Regions from separate parts of the Mus musculus genome. Here region 2 is linked to region 1. Evidence: chromatin contacts called from public Hi-C data. All regions are on one chromosome and are shown on one strand. Each heading gives the region's core, a stretch centred on a gene start, on an enhancer-like site or on the middle of the called end of the contact. The rest is flanking DNA. Distances are from core to core; before and after follow the strand shown. Region 1 overlaps Habp4 (hyaluronic acid binding protein 4). Region 2 has its middle 31 kb from the start of Ctsl.

Evidence for each region. A called contact is a pair of places that touch in the nucleus more often than the background predicts.
Region 2: a Hi-C map of liver shows a contact between it and region 1, with 9 times the contacts expected there. The contact joins two enhancer-like sites. A contact is called at or near these places in 2 of 484 Hi-C or Micro-C datasets (embryonic stem cells and liver) and 1 of 9 other capture datasets (liver).

The regions. Positions count from the first base shown.
Region 1 is chr13:64,182,495-64,185,232 of GRCm38.p6, reverse strand. It overlaps Habp4 (hyaluronic acid binding protein 4), which reads right to left. Exons shown (of 8, transcript NM_019986.3): 7 at 475-660. Among named protein-coding and RNA genes, the nearest start is that of Habp4, 22 kb to the right of the region's middle. Within about 2 kb of position 1,477, at least 7 of the 459 cell types and tissues checked have an H3K27ac peak or open chromatin away from gene starts, as enhancers often do. A contact at or near this core is called in liver, where this site is marked.
Region 2 is chr13:64,399,875-64,402,642 of GRCm38.p6, reverse strand. No RefSeq gene overlaps it. Among named protein-coding and RNA genes, the nearest start is that of Ctsl, 31 kb to the right of the region's middle. Within about 2 kb of position 1,327, at least 135 of the 459 cell types and tissues checked have an H3K27ac peak or open chromatin away from gene starts, as enhancers often do. A contact at or near this core is called in liver, where this site is marked.

The sequences.
Region 1 (2,738 bases), core at 228-2,727:
ACTTCTGTGCATTGGTGTTTTGTCTCGAGTGTACATCTGTGTGAAGGTGTTGGAACCTCTGGAACTAGAGTTACAGACAGTACACTGGTGTACATACTCATAAACCTAAAAAAGTAACTGTTTATTACATGCGAGGTACCCACCAAGGTAAGCAAAGGATGAAGTCACACAGCTTCTCACGGAGAGCTAGTGTTTTAGGTAAAGACATGAAGTGGGGAATTTAAGTCATAGAAGTCCAGTGTTAAGCAAGGTTTTTCTGGAAAGAGCTCTCTCTGCCATGAGCCTCAGCGTGACAGGCAGATGTGACACCCGTGGCCCGCCTGAGAGAATTGTGATTATGTCAGTAAAGTGACACTGTTCAAAATTGCTCCAGATCAGACTCTAGGAGGCAACCACAAAATCAGACCACTGTAGCCCAAAGCAGTTGCCCTCTCCTTCAGCAAGCCGTCAGGGATTTACAATACAGCCACTTACCACCACTTCTGCACGGGGGCCATAGTTCTCTGTTCTTCTCATTCTCCCTCGGCCTCCCCGGGTGCTGCCTCTGGCTCCCCGACCAGGGCGAGGGAGGTTACCAAAGTTAATCTCCAGCTGGGATGTGATGTCATTGGCAGCTTTCCGGAAGACGTGAGACTCATCCTCATAGTCCTCCTTCACCATCTGAAAGAGTTATAGGGTCAGACGGGCACAGGCGCAGCCATCTCCACAGATGCACATTTTTAATGTGCTGCCCTGGTGGTCTGTGTGACCCTGTGGACTAGGAAGACCCTGGATGTGTCCCAGCCCTGAACACTAAGACACTGTCTAACACAAGCAAAACAATACTTCAGACTGGCATGAAACTTTGGCGATCTTGCACTCAGGGTCCCAAGCACCGGGAATATATGCATCAGATCCTAGTTAGTCTATTCAGGTAGAAGTAAGTCCTGCTGGATGCGGTGGCTCGCGCCTTTAGTCCCAACATTTAGGAGACTGAGGTAGGTGAATCTCTGAGTTTATGAGTCCAGCTTGGTCTACAGAGTGAGTTCCAGGACAAGCAGGACTATACAGAGATACCCCGTCTTGAAAAAACAAAACCACAAAAGATTTGGCTCATGCTTTTTAAGAACAATCCCTGGCTAAATTCTGCAATGACCAGAAGATTAACATAAAGACATTCACTTTATTGAAACCAAACTAATGAAGCTCGGTGACTCAGCTAACTTGGTTACCTCAAATATTCCAATAGATCTCTGGAGCCAGGAAGATGGATCTGATGTGGTTTGAGGAACTGGCTTCTATTTTTACCTGTTTCCCAGCCTGATGGCACAGTGGTTTCACAGGAAGCTTTATCCTGTCTCTGGTGGAACATCCCAAAACGTGTTAGTAATGTGTCTTAGACTTTGAACTGACCAAATAGAGGACAGTGAGTATGCTGTGTCACCAGTCATGACTGACCAAAGTGCACCTGGAAACTGCCATGATGTGGATCTCAAAGGACCCATAGTGATGGTCTTGGCGGGTGGTGCAATCGTAAAGAGGTGAGGCATGATAGAGGCTGTGTTCTGGATAGAGACACTTGGACACGTGGCTGGTTTTGGGCCACAGTCTGGCAAGCAAATAAGGTTTTCTGCCATCTGTTTGCATTTTTGATGTGACAGGCCCAAAGCCACTGGGCCACACAACCTGAGGCTGAACCAAAGCTTTTCTCACTATAAATGACCTCAGGCATTTTTCAACAGTGCTAGAAATCTAACAAACTTCTGACTGCAAGTCAGGGAGTAATATCCAGCAGGGAAGACGACTGTTCATCACAGCCATCTGCATGGTTTCATGCTGTGACTGACAACAGGAATTCTTACATTCTACACCCGGGTGCTTCAGAGTTCCTTTAACTTCAGCAACAAACAAACAAATGCAATTAAATGACTGATGCTTTTCCCTGGAATATCTCGGTTCAGGCATCTGGTAAAAAGTCTGATGTTGGTCTCTGGAAACAGAACCACGTTGGTAACGTGCTTGCATAGGGACTTGAGTTTATATGCCCAACACTCAATCAAAAAGCTGACTGTGGCAGGGCACATCTATAGCTGCAGCACCAGGGAGGCAAAGACAGTCTTCTTGGAGCTCACTAGCCAGTCTAGTTGCATTGGTGAGGCCCAGGTTCACTGAGATCTTGTCTCGGAAAATAAAAGTGGAGAGTGACAGGCACACGTGTACACACACAGGGATAGAGCTGTATAGAAACCATGCAGAACAATAAGGTCTGCACAACACTGAAGTCCTTAATAATGCCTTCAGGACAGCTGGTTGTGGAATGGTGTCTGACCGTGCTATCAGCAGGCCAGGGGCTTCTCTTTTGTTTCTAGAGCTGGGCAGAGGAAGCAGGGCTATTAAAATACTGTACAAAGGGATCACAGAACTTATGTTCCCAGCTATTGCTTCAACTGATCAACTGACCCATTGGAAGATAAGCACTCATGGTGGTGCACAGCTCAGGGTGCTGAAGCAGGAGGATAGTTTTAATACCAGACCAGGTGACACACTAAAGTCTAAAACCAAAGGACCTGAGAGGATTGCATTCTGATCATCAAAAGGCAGAGCCAGTAATGTTCAAAACATCTCCTCTGTGCCTCTTTCACTGAGAGACCAGACTTTCAAGGCTTCCAGAGAATGTGTAGTACCTGACTGTGCACATGCCAAGTTCTAGTCCTTTCCATCATCCTTGATGAAGCTTGAACAGAAACAAGAATGCCAAG
Region 2 (2,768 bases), core at 78-2,577, 220 kb before region 1:
AACCCCCTACAGCTGTTTATCTTTGCTTCAGTTAAACTGCTTGCCTCCGCAAGGTCTACCCTTCCTCCAGGTCCCCAAGCTGCCAAGCAAGACTCCTGAACACGATTTCCACCTTCAACGGTGTTTTAGACACTTGGATCACATCAAGGTTCCCAAATACCTGGATGTGGTCCCAGATGGCTGGAATAAGTATTATCCAAAGGCTAAAAAACTGAGTCTGGGTGATAATCATCAGCCACTCCTACAGAAGTGCCTCCAGAAAATACTATGTCCTTGCTCTAACTATTGAGACTCTCTAAATTGTTATAGTCCCAAAGTCAACTCTGTCCTTGGACCTTGGCCTGCTAATTTACAAATACTGCTAAGTCAATTTACTCAGAATACCCCATCCACTGACCCCTCCCAGTCCAGACCACAAATCCTAATTTGCACTGGTGTCTAAGAAAGGAGCTCTTTCTACACAGAGTTCCCGTTTCCCTCATTGCAACAGTTCCCTGAACTGAATTTGCCTTCTTGGCTTTTAACTTCTGCTCTACCCCGCTTTCTCTGCTAGAGTCAGCACTGTGGGCTGTGATCTGGTTTCTGGGTCAGTTTTAATTCAAAACATCCTCCCAACTGGAAGAGGCTACCGAGAGGTTTCCTCAAGAAGAGGGAAGCACCTTCTAGAACAGTTTTGAAAAACACTGTGATAATCGCTACTCTGTGGGGTGTTTTGTCTCCTCCTGTGACTGAAAAAAAATCGCTGGATGTTTTTTTACCAGTCATAGTTCTGTATTTTAAATTCACCACCAATTACTGCTCAGATATTTCATCTGGAAAAGGTTGTTGTTGTTTTGTTGTTTTGAAACAGGATTTCTCTGTATAGCCTTGGCTGTCCTGGAACTCACTCTGTAGACCAGGCTGACCTCAACTCAGAGGGATCTACCTGCCTCTGTCTCCTGAGTGCTGGAATTAAAAGTGTGTGCCACCACCTCCCAGCTAAGAAGAGACTTTATAAGAGGATTGTTACCAGAAAACATTTTACACAACTTCACTAAGCACATCATGTTCCAGGATGGACAGGATGAATATCCTGACTTATAAAAAACAAAACAAAACAAAACAAAACAAAAAACAAAAAACCTCCCATTCTTTCTTTCTAGTGGCTCATGCAGACAGCAGCTTAGAAAAAAAAATATTTTTTAGGGTTAATATCATTGCAAAGAACAACTTGTTTTACCATTGTGTGGAGTGTCCCAGAAGGAAAGTACAGTCCCTCTAAGTCTGTTGTTGCAAACTGGGGCCAATCTGGAGAGCTAGAAATAACAGACTTCATTGAGCCATCTCAAAATGAGGTCAGGAGTCCAGTCTGCCAGGAATGAGTGGGGTGCTCATGGTCCCATGAAGCACCCGCCTGAACTTGTGAATTTTGGCAGACATCACAAGAAAGGAATGCAACTAGTTTTTGTACCAGTGGAATGAGACGCCTGAAGCAGAAGGCTCCATTAGAAAACAAGCCCTCTCTTGTGGGCGTCTGTGTATAACTCACACAGTGCCCCCACCCCGCTCCACCCCCACCCCCAGCATTTATGCAAAGACTCCGTCAGGCTGCTTCTCCATCTTTAGGATCAAAGTTGGAGTTTTGTTTATCAAAACTGGCTTGCCTTGACTTTCGTCATACACTTTGTGCTGAAGCTGAAATAGCCAACAGCAAACAGTATCATGTTCCAGGGGAGGCTCCCATCCAGGCAATCAGAATGCCAGAATCAGGAGGAGTTCCCCTCACAAACACCCTCAGCTCCTGCTATAACCACCAAGCTTCAATCGAGCAGAACCCCACAACTGTATACCAAGCTCAGGTGGTAACCAAAGCTTTCCCAAGCCCAGTACGCTTGTTATTTCTGGAGTCCAGATAAACCCACTGAAAATCAAGTTTATAGACCACAAGATTATCAATCTTTCCTCCCCCCACCCCACGCACCCCCATGGTGAGGTGAGAGGGATCTTGTGGCTGCCAGGCAATTGCTGGACTGCTGACCTACAGCCCTAAACTTATTAGCCTCTGAGGGTCTCACACTCAATAGTGATGAACTTCGAAATTCTAGAAGCAGCTAGAGACGCCTTCCCTTTTCATGTTACATGCCTTTTTTTCCCAGAGGTTCTAAAAACAAAAAGGTATATAAATTATATATAAGCATCCTTTTTGGAACTGATTTTATTTGTGTGTGTATATGTCATCTGTACCTCCTCTATTATATTGATTTTATTTTCTGAGACTGTGACTCTCGCTGACTCTGCGGCTCAAGCCCTCTGAAGTCCTCCCGTCTCTGTTTCCCCAACACCAGGATCATGCCTCAGACATGGCTTTTCACATGTATTCAACATGGAAAGTCACGTTGGGAAGAAACAAAAATGTCCATCTTGGGGCACCAACATGGTGGTTAGATTTAAACAGACCAAGAGAAGATACGCAACTCAGCAGTCTTGGTCAAGCATTCTTGCCTATGATTGTCTCGGCTCCAGTCTCTCCAAGGTAGTCTGATAAGTGTGTGAACTTCCTTCCTGAGAGGCAAGTTCCTCCTCTGACTGACTCCAGGACTTCAGCCATTCATTAACTCTTTGAGGTTCAATGTTTTAGTAGCCTAGTACCTCAAGTGTCTTTCTTTAAAATATCTTCTCTTCTGATGGGAATATGGTTACAGGCTGATCCTGTGTAACAGAAGAGGACCTTGAATTCCTGATCCTCCTGGCCTGGAACTCACTGTATACACATACATAAATCTACCTGC